Linked DNA regions of Sus scrofa: regions 1 and 2 are each linked to region 3. A link is a contact called in public Hi-C data. All regions are on one chromosome and are shown on one strand. The core of a region is the stretch at or near the end of the contact, and the rest is flanking DNA. Distances in the headings are between cores, read along the strand shown. Region 1 holds the start of CCL2 (chemokine (C-C motif) ligand 2). Region 2 has its middle 45 kb from the start of CCL2. Region 3 holds the start of CCL1 (C-C motif chemokine ligand 1).

Evidence for each region. A called contact is a pair of places that touch in the nucleus more often than the background predicts.
Region 1: a Hi-C map of retroperitoneal adipose tissue shows a contact between it and region 3, with 2.6 times the contacts expected there. The contact joins the promoter of CCL2 here to the promoter of CCL1 in region 3. A contact is called at or near these places in 16 of 47 Hi-C or Micro-C datasets (adipose tissue, alveolar macrophages, embryonic fibroblasts and 9 more) and 2 of 2 datasets of contacts at active chromatin or transcription factors (alveolar macrophages and skeletal muscle).
Region 2: a Hi-C map of retroperitoneal adipose tissue shows a contact between it and region 3, with 4 times the contacts expected there. The contact joins the enhancer-like site here to the promoter of CCL1 in region 3. A contact is called at or near these places in 1 of 5 promoter capture datasets (liver), 24 of 47 Hi-C or Micro-C datasets (adipocytes, alveolar macrophages, brain and 16 more) and 2 of 2 datasets of contacts at active chromatin or transcription factors (alveolar macrophages and skeletal muscle).

The regions. Positions count from the first base shown.
Region 1 is chr12:40,798,532-40,801,715 of Sscrofa11.1, reverse strand. It overlaps CCL2 (chemokine (C-C motif) ligand 2), which reads left to right and starts at 1,703. Exons shown (of 3, transcript NM_214214.1): 1 at 1,703-1,830; 2 at 2,609-2,726; 3 at 3,110-3,184. The coding sequence starts at 1,755.
Region 2 is chr12:40,843,065-40,846,129 of Sscrofa11.1, reverse strand. No RefSeq gene overlaps it. Among named protein-coding and RNA genes, the nearest start is that of CCL2, 45 kb to the right of the region's middle. Within about 2 kb of position 1,784, at least 13 of the 83 cell types and tissues checked have an H3K27ac peak or open chromatin away from gene starts, as enhancers often do. A contact at or near this core is called in fetal skeletal muscle, mesenteric adipose tissue, retroperitoneal adipose tissue and 1 more, where this site is marked.
Region 3 is chr12:40,726,762-40,729,990 of Sscrofa11.1, reverse strand. It overlaps CCL1 (C-C motif chemokine ligand 1), which reads right to left and starts at 1,977. Exons shown (of 3, transcript NM_001166491.1): 1 at 1,846-1,977; 2 at 55-169. The coding sequence starts at 1,921.

The sequences.
Region 1 (3,184 bases), core at 454-2,953, 72 kb before region 3:
CCAAGACTCTAAGAAAGAAGGGTCTTGATCCTTCCACACTCACTGGGCAAAGGCCAAGCAAGCTCAGAAGCATGAAGCAGTGGCATAGGGGAGCTAGGACCTGAGTTGGAGGCTTGGCTTAGCTACCAACGTGGCTAAACCCCTATTATGCTTGTAAAAGAAAAGCATTCACCGAATGAGGGCTAAGGTCTGTGCGGGTTTGTGACCGACTCTGCTTCTGGGATTCCTGAGGAAATCTGAGGCAGAGCAGCAGCACGAAGGCAGACATTCTTTTTTTTTTTTTTTTTTTTTTTTTTTTTTTTTTTTTTTTGCTTTTTTTTTTTGCTTTTTGCTTTTTGCTTTTCACGGCTGCAATTGCGGCAGACGGAAGTTCCCAGGTTAGGGGTCAAACGGGAGCTGCAGCTGCCAGCCAACGTCACAGTCCCAACTCCAGATCCCAGCCACATCTGCGACCTACGTCACAGCTCACAGCAACACCAGATCTTTTTACCCACTGAGCAAGGGCAGGGATGGAACCCAAGTCCTCATGGATACTGGTCTGGTTCTTAACCCCCTGAGCCACAAGGGGAACTCCAAAGGCAGACATTTTAATTCCAACAGTTACTGTTCCTCTGCTCCCTGGGAATCTAGAAAGAAGCTGGGATAACAGTGGCCAAAACCGAGGAGACAAATGTCTTGTCCTGTCTTGTCTGCCTGCTGTGCTAGTCATAGGCTCCAAATCCCATAGGGGCTTAACCACAAGGAACATTCTCGATGCCCCTTTAGGTGCCTGCAAGTTTGGGAGAGGCTGACGCCAGAAGGCACGCATTTATATGACCAGGCAGCCAGCTGGAGGACGTGAGCACATTTCACCCCAAAATGTGTGATAGTGGTGACAGCTGACCCTGGGTTCCGTTTGGGGGAACTTGAGCAAGTTTCGTAATTCCTCTGTGCCTTGGTTGTCTGATCTATCAAATGGGAATGAACAATACCTACTAGACGGATCGAGAGCTGAAAGGACTTGGCGTCTGTGCAGGGTTCAAATCTTCCTGGCCCAGGGTAAGCACTGCGTGAGAATTGCATGCAAATTTCGCTGGCAACTCAGCACCATCTAGACAGCCTCTTCCAAGTCGAAATCCAAAGATTCTTGAATTCAGTTTGAGAGTTAAAAACCCCTGTCGTCCTGCCATGCGTCAGTGGTGTCGCCATTCTACTTGTTAAAAAGCACGTGAATTTACTCCTGTGTGGAGGCTGCCCAGGAGCCTGCCAAGACTTCAGAGCCCCTTCTTGGCTTGAAAGCCCCCTGGGCTGTCACCTGAAGGTGGGCCAGGGGTGGGGCCAGAGTTGCCTTCTCCCCCCTTGGGACCTCTGGTTCCCCCCGCCCCCCAATTCCTTTCTTTTCTGCACAGTTTTCACTTCAGAGAAAGCAGAATCCTTAAGAATAAACATTTGGTTTATCTCTCTCCAGATCTAACAGTACCCCCCCCCCATTTCTTTTCATCTCAACAGCAAATGGAAAAAAATGCCCAATCCTGACCCTCTGCTTCCCTCTCCTACTTCCTGGAAACCTCCCCAGTGCTTCACCGGCTCAGCACTTTCAAAGTTTCGATTCGTCATTCATTGAAGAGGATCCCGCCCCGGGCCAGCCTCCCTCCCATGCCCCCACCCTCTGGGTTTTCAATAAAAGGCAGGCAGAGCCGCTGGAGGAGCAGAGGCTGAGACCCGACCAGGACCCATCAGCTCCCACACCGAAGCTTGAATCCTCATCCTCCAGCATGAAGGTCTCTGCAGCCCTCCTGTGCCTGCTGCTCACTGCAGCCACCTTCTGCACCCAGGTCCTTGCCCAGCCAGGTATGCAGCCCCTGTCCTTCCCTTTGAAGCGCATCCCACCCCATCTCTGGGTCAGGATGGACCATCAGAGCAGCTGGGTACCCACATCCTCCTTTTTAACTGCACGATCAGGAAAATCAGAGAGGCATCAGCAGTGAGCCTGATCACACAGCTGAGGATAGATGAGAATGCCCGCTGTGGATCCCAAACTCAGTGCTTTCCAGGACCCCAGCTCTGAAATCTTGCCCTCAGTGCAGTTACTGTACCAGCTCCTTTGAGCCGTGTTTGCTGAGCACCAGAGCATCAAAGAGAGGGACCTCTGGTGGTAGATGTGCAAGGTAGTTCCAGCTACTGTGAAGGGCAGAGGAGGAGACCCGGAATCGGGAATCCCGGGACTCAGTTTTGCAGAGATGATGGGTATCAGGGAAACTCACAACCAAGCAGAGATGACTTGGAGCCTAAAGGGACCCATGGCTGGGGTCCCTGAGCTGATTTTCCCTGGATTCTGATAGTTTAGATAATTAGCTCTTCCTAACAGCTCTCCCAGAAGTTAGGCAGTTTTAACAGCACTCCCTTCCCTCTCTTCAGGATCGATGCTGTATACCCACTTTAGAGCATAGAAAACTGAGCCTGCATGCTCTTCTAGCTCTGAGGCACAGGCAGAAGTGTTAGGATTTAATGGGTTCTACCTCCATGCCTGACCCTCTTTTGCCTTCTTCCTGCTCTTTTCTGTTCCCATGGAGATCAGAAAGCACCTAGTCCATCCTAAAATGCCTTTTCTTTCTGGTCCTGTCTCCAGATGCAATTAATTCTCCAGTCACCTGCTGCTATACACTTACCAGTAAGAAGATCTCGATGCAGCGGCTGATGAGCTACAGAAGAGTCACCAGCAGCAAGTGTCCTAAAGAAGCAGTGATGTGAGTTGAACATACCAGCCCTCCATGGTCCAGTTCTTCCTTGGGGAGCCAGGGGCAAGCCTCCCGCATGTAGCATCAGAGGTTTACACCCCTAAGCCAATATCCAAAGATCCCCAATGGGAAAATTGCAGCCACGAGGGAAAACGCCCCTCCCAGCATCACTTTCCGTCTGGGTTCTTATTCAGATCCTCCCAGTTTCTTTAGCCTGAAGTCAAGATGCCTTCAACTGGGACATCTGGAGGAGCAGCTAGTCCTGGGCTCCCCCCTTCCACCTGCTCTCCTCCTCAAGTTCCCCTGGCAGATTCTTAGGACAAGTAGGCTGTATTCCTAGGCTGAAATCGCAATAGAACTCCATCTAACCGCACGCCCTCTCTCCTTCACAGCTTCAAGACCATCGCGGGCAAGGAGATCTGTGCAGAACCCAAGCAGAAGTGGGTCCAGGACTCCATAAGCCACCT
Region 2 (3,065 bases), core at 535-3,034, 120 kb before region 3:
GCGTCCATTCTGGGAAGGCCACTCAGGGTCCGGCTCCGTTACATTTTTTTCACTCCTCAGCCTGAAATACTGCTCTGAGCTTTCCCTCCCTCACCTCGGATCGCTCCTCCTCACTTCTCCCGCACCCCCAAAAGTGCCCTCAGCCTCCATCCCCAACTCCCTAACCCACACCTGGGCCGAGGTTTGAGGAATGGCCACACAGGAGAGCACGCAACTGAACAGTAAATCTCAGGCTCCTTTCTTGGGTCAACGCTCACCCTCGAGCCCACCTGCGCCCACCTTACGGGGTCCATCCTGTGCCCGGAGCCCCTTCCTCCGCCTCCGAGGGCCTCTGTCCCTTGAGGTCCTTCCTTCCCCGCCCTTACACCCACTCATGGAAACTGAAATGCTTCTCCAGTAAAAGTAATCGCTGAGTCAGGAAGTTCCCTTTCCACTTTCTAACATCAAGAAACAAGCTCTTGGAGTCCCTGTCGTGGTGCAGCAGAAATGAACCCCACTTGTATCCAGGAGGATGTGGGTTTGATCCCCGGCCTTGCTCGGTGAGGTAAGGATCCAGCGTTGCCGGGACCCCTAGCCTGGTAACCTCCAAATGCCACTGGTGTGGCCCTGAAAGAAATGAGCTCTTTATTTCCAAGCCTTCCCTTCCTGGGGAGGCCTGGAGATGGGAAATTCTTCAACAGCAGCAGCCTAAAAATCCTTTCCCACGTGGAAAAGCAGGTGTCCTTCCTCATCCGGGGAACCCGTCGGTTTTCAGTAACACTCATTTCCCCCCTCTTTTTGCACCAACACACACACATTTTCAAAGCCCAGACCTCATGGACTGCTGCAGCATCGCTTGGCCTCTGGTCAGACCACCTCTATCTCCTGTGGACAGGGCCCCGAGGGATCCTGGCAGAGAAATGACAGCCAAGGAAGTTGATGCAGAGGCTCAGGGCCCAGGAGGGTGCCTGGTTCTGGGCCTGGCCTGGACACATCCCCCCTCCTCTGGGTGCCGTACCCTCAGACATGCTGGTTGAGGGATGGTGATTATTCACAGAATCTTCGAATGATTTCTAGCTCAGAGGAGCTGAGATTTGCCTGTAAGTCATGAAAGGGAGTCTGAGCTCAAAGAGACATCAGACTTTCCAGAAACTGAGATCATTCTTGACCGGGAAGTCAAGTCCAATACGCTGACACCACCAGGCAGAGATTCACAGTGGTAAGCGGTCCAGACGGACTTTTTCAGGACCACGCTGGGAGCTGAAAAAGAACAAGAAAAAAAAAAATGTTCACCAACTTCCATTTGTGTGCCAAGTGATATTCAGGGATCTACATGCATTATCTCAAAGCTTTTAAAAACTTTGAGATCAAATTTCCACAATACCGTTCACCCCTTGAAACTGTACAATTCAATGGCTTTAGTATATTTAAAAGTTGCGCAACCACCACCATTATTTAATTCCAGCATATTTTCATCACTCCAAAAAGTAATCCCATATCCATTATACGCTCCCTGTTCCCAGCCCGGGGCAACCACGAATCTAAATGCTGGCTCTATTGATTTTCCTCTTTTGTGCATTTCACGTGCAATATGAGGTATTTTGTAATGGGCGTCTCTCAGTTAGCATAATGTTTTCAAGATTCATCCACCCTAGAATATGTATCCGTACTTTATTCCTCTTGACGGCAGAACACTAACCTTCGAATGGCTTTGCAATATTTGGTTTCTCCAGTTTCTCAGTGGATGAACATGTGGTTTGTGTCTACGTTTTGGCCAACGGGAATAGCGATGCTATGAACATTTGTGTACAAGTTTCTGTTTAAACATATGCTTTCCATTGTCTCGGAAAGCTCCCCAGAGTAGCCTTGCAGGGTCATAAAGTAACTCTCTTTCTGACTTTCTGGGGAAGTGTTTTCTCTCGTGGCTGCACCATCGGGCCAGTAACAAATGAAGGTTCCAACTTCTCCACATTCTCACCAACCCTCACAATCACCCATCTGTTTGATCATCGCCATCCTTGTGTGTCTGCAGGGGTTGATCACTGAGGTTTTGATTTGCATTTCCCTGATGACTAGTGAGGCTGAGCAACTTTCACGTGCTCCCGCAGCTTTTGCATATTTCTTTCTATATCTTCTTTGAGGGTCACGTTCTTCCAATCCATGCTGCTCAACTCAGCCTTTTAATTAGGGCGTATCCTCTATCCACCCTGAATGTAATTATTGATGAGATAGGATTTACATCTGCCATTTTGTTCTTCGTTTTCCATGTCTCACGTCTTTTTTATTTTCCTGTGCCTCTATACCTTCCTTTCTGTTCAATGGGCATTTTCTAGTGTAACTCAGATTTTCTCATCTTGTCTTTCACTATCCTTTTTAAAATTTATTTTCTTAGTGCATGCTTTGGGAATTGTAATTAACATCTTAATTTATAACAATCGAGTTTGGGTTAATATTAACTTAATTTCAATAGTATATAAAAATTTTTTTCTATATAACTTCATTCTTTAACCCTTCTTTTTTTCCTATTATTGTCAAACAAATCGCTTCTACATGCATTATATGTCCATTGACACATATTTCTTTCTTTTTTTTGTGTGTGTGTGTGTCTTTTTGTCTTTTCTTGGGCCGCATCTGAGGCATGTGAAGGGTCCCAGGCTAGGGATCGAATCGGAGCTGTTGCCACCGGCCTACGCCAGAGCCACAGCAACGCCAGATCTGACCTGCTTCTGAGATCTACACCACAGCTCATGGACATGCCAGGTCCTTAACCCACTGAGCGAGGCCAGAGATCGAACCCGAAACCTCATGGTTCCTAGTCAGATTCGTTAACCACTGCGCCATGATGGGAACTCCAACACATATTTCTTATTAATTGCTTTACATAGTTTGTCTCCTAAGTCAGATGGGAGAAAAATAGAAAAGAAAAATACAAACAAAACACACACACATACACAAATGTTGTTACTCTCTTTTTTATTGATCTGTGTAGTTACTTTTACCGATGTTCTTTATTTTGTCATGTGAATTTTAGTTTCTGCCTAGTGTCTTATTTCAGCCTGAAGGACTCTCTTTCGTATTTCTTGTAA
Region 3 (3,229 bases), core at 728-3,227:
GTTTTTGTTCTCTCTTAGAACGAAGTTGGGGTTTAACAGAGAGAGACCACTCACATCAGGCTTTTTTGGTAGGGGCAGGTGGAGCTGGTGTTCCGGTAACACTGGATCTTCTGCAGGGAAATCCTCTTCTCCATAAATGTGTAACAACAATTGGAGGACGACACATGCACTAGAAGAGAAACACAAAAATGGTTTGCCTTCATTTCTCAACCTGAACATAAATCCATTCATCCAGGAATTGGGGGGGGGGGGAGCAACATTTGGAAACAGGCCCAGGCTTTGGGACTGTATCCAGAGGGCCCTGGTGCTGCTGTCTCATCGGCCACCTAGTTCTGTTTTTGGTACAGTTGGGACCCTGGGATCAGATCCCAGCTCCCCGCAAATGAGCTGTGTGGCTTTGATTAAAAGGAGCCTTCCCCTGGATCCCAGACCTCCCTGCTGTAAAACAAGACTTTTTTGTTGTTGTTATTTTTATGCCCACACCCATGGCATATGGAAGTTCTCAGGCCAGGGACTGAATCCCACCGCAGATGCAACCTATGCTGCAGCACCAGATCCTTTAACCCACTACTCCAGGCCAGGGAGCAAACCCACAATCTCCACAGCCACCTGATCCTTAACCCCCTGCACCATGGTGGAAACTCCAAAATGAGACTTTTAAAACTGATTTCTGAAGGCTCTTCCAGTTCTGGCCTCCCACTGCTAGTGTATGGTTCCGCCCTCATATTTAGGTCCAGGAGTTTTGGATCCGACTAGACTCACCAGGCTCTCAGAACAGAACAGGGTCTGGGGGCCTGATGAGTCCAGTTCACCCAGGACAACTCTGGTCCACCACCTGGGACAGAATTAGGCAGTGAACACAGAGTTCAAATGGATGAAAAGACCAGGGAAGGAGTTCCCGTTGTGGCACAGTGGTTAACGAATCCGACTAAGAACCATGAGGTTTCAGGTTCAATCCCTGGCCTTGCTCAGTGGGTTAAGGATCCGGTGTTGCTGTGAGCTGTGGTGTAGGTCGCAGACGCAGCTTGGATCCTGCGTTGCTGTGGCTCTGGCGTAGGCTGGCAGCTACAGCTCCGATTAGACCCCTAGCCTGGGAACCTCCATATGCCGCGGGAGCGGCCCAAAAAATGGCAAAAAGACCAAAAAAAAAAAAAAAAAAAAAAAAGACCAGGGAAGAACTTCCAGGAACTAATCAGCTACCCCATCCCCACCTTTCCAGAACACCCTCCACCCCAGTCCCCAATTCCCCGTCTGCCAGTTTGCAACCCTGTCCCACACCCCCCCAAAAAATTTACATTCCAATCCTGGCTCCTTCCTCCTACTTTGACTTATTACAAAGCCCCTTTCGTGTGTCTGTGATTAGGCCAGTATCCTCTTTAGAGCCTTGGGGAGTGGACATTATCAAACCCATCTTACTGATGGAGAAGCCAGAGTCTGGGAGGGGGGAAAGTGACTTCTCCAAGTTTAGCCAATTGTTAGAGCACCAGGTATCGGCGTCAGACTCTGCCTGTTATCAGTTACACCACAGTCAGTCCCTCCTCTGGACCTCAGGCCTCCAGCTTGGTCTAAATGACCTCACCACTCCCTTCTATCAGCCCTCAGGATCTGCACCAGACGGGGCCCCTTTGGCTGAAGCTCATGGCTCAGTGGTCTGTGCTGGCCCCAGCCTCCTACAGGGGCCCCCCCGATCCAAGTCCTTCCTGTCCCCTCTTCGAGGCTAATCCTTCCTAGAGGAATGGAGATGGAGTCAGTGAGCTCAGAAAGAGCCTGGTCCCCAGCCCCAGAGCACCTGCTTGCATCTCTGCCCTCCCCGAGAACAAACAAAATGACCGCAGTCACACTCACTGCTCTTGCTGTCCACCTCCTGTAGCCACAGGCCACCGAGCAGCAGGCACACCAGAACCACGGTGATGGGCTTCATCTCAGGATGTCCAGCTCAGGCCTCCCTGGAGGGGTCTCGGTGAGTCTGGTGAAGCGAAGTGCTCTCCCCTGGCCCATTCTGCAGCGCCCAGGCCTTTTATTAGAAGACCCAGCAGGGGTTTCCCAGGCCCCAGTGCAGAGGTGGGGAAGTCACAGGAAGAAGAGATGGTTACTCACGGCCAGTGACCACATGGAAAACTCTTGCCCCACCTCTCCTGGTTGGTGTGAGAAGCGTAGGAAAACTTCCCCAGTCGCAGGAGATAAGGATCTCGAGAGGCTGCATAGAAACTGTCCCAGCTGAGTGGGACGCCGAGAGAGGTGAGAGAGAGGAAGTGGCCTGTCTGTGGCTCCTCTGACCCCACGTCATTTCCATCCAGGGATGGAGCTACGGTCCCCGGAACATGGCCGGACAGAAGCGCTCTGGACCAGCCAGCCCTGAGATGCATCTGGGTTTGCATCCCAGCTCCGCAAATCAGCAGAGGCACAAACTCTTCCGAGTCACATCTGCCATGCAAAATGGAAAGAGCAGCTCACGTCTCCCGGGTGTGCAATGCACACGCCATAAGATCTGCTGTGTCAAGGGCCTGGTCCAGAGGGATGCTGTTTCCATGCTTTCAGTCACTCCCACCCTTTTCATCAGTTCGCCCGGGTCTCCGTCCTTGGTTAGCCTCAGGGAAGACAGCTACCGGTAGATGCAAGCCATTGCTCTTCGACTCACAAATAAGGAAGATGTCACCGTTCTGTGTAAGGACAGCAGTAAATGTGCCATGTGGGGGCCCCGGGGGAGACCTGGGAGCTTCCCACAGGGGCAAGGCCCCCCGGGGGAGGTTCTTCAAGCAGAGTCTTCTGCAGAAAGGGCCAAAGAGGGAAGGGACAGGCCAGTAGAGAAGCAGCTCGTGTAAGGGCAGCGAGGCGTGAGGGAGAATGCCCGGAGCGAGGAAATGGCTGGAGAGCTGGGGGATTGCCCAGCGATCCGGTGGCCAGGTCACGGAGGTGTTGTGTGCAGGGAGTGCGTAGAATAAGCAGCACACAGTAGGTGCTCGGGAAACCAAGAGCTGGGCCGTATCTGTCTATGACAATCCCAAGGCCAATGTCATGGCCTTCCTTGGTCCACGGGGTGGAGTCCAAGCTGCCCACCTGGCCATTCGTGGCTCCTCGCAGGATGCCTCCATGGATTTGGGCCTGTTGCAATAGCTGCCCTTCTCTGAACATGTCACATGCTTTCCTATCGCGACGGTTTGCTGCCACCGTGACCTCCACCTGCAGAGCCCATCTCACTGTCTCCCTCTGTGAATTTTCTACCCATTTC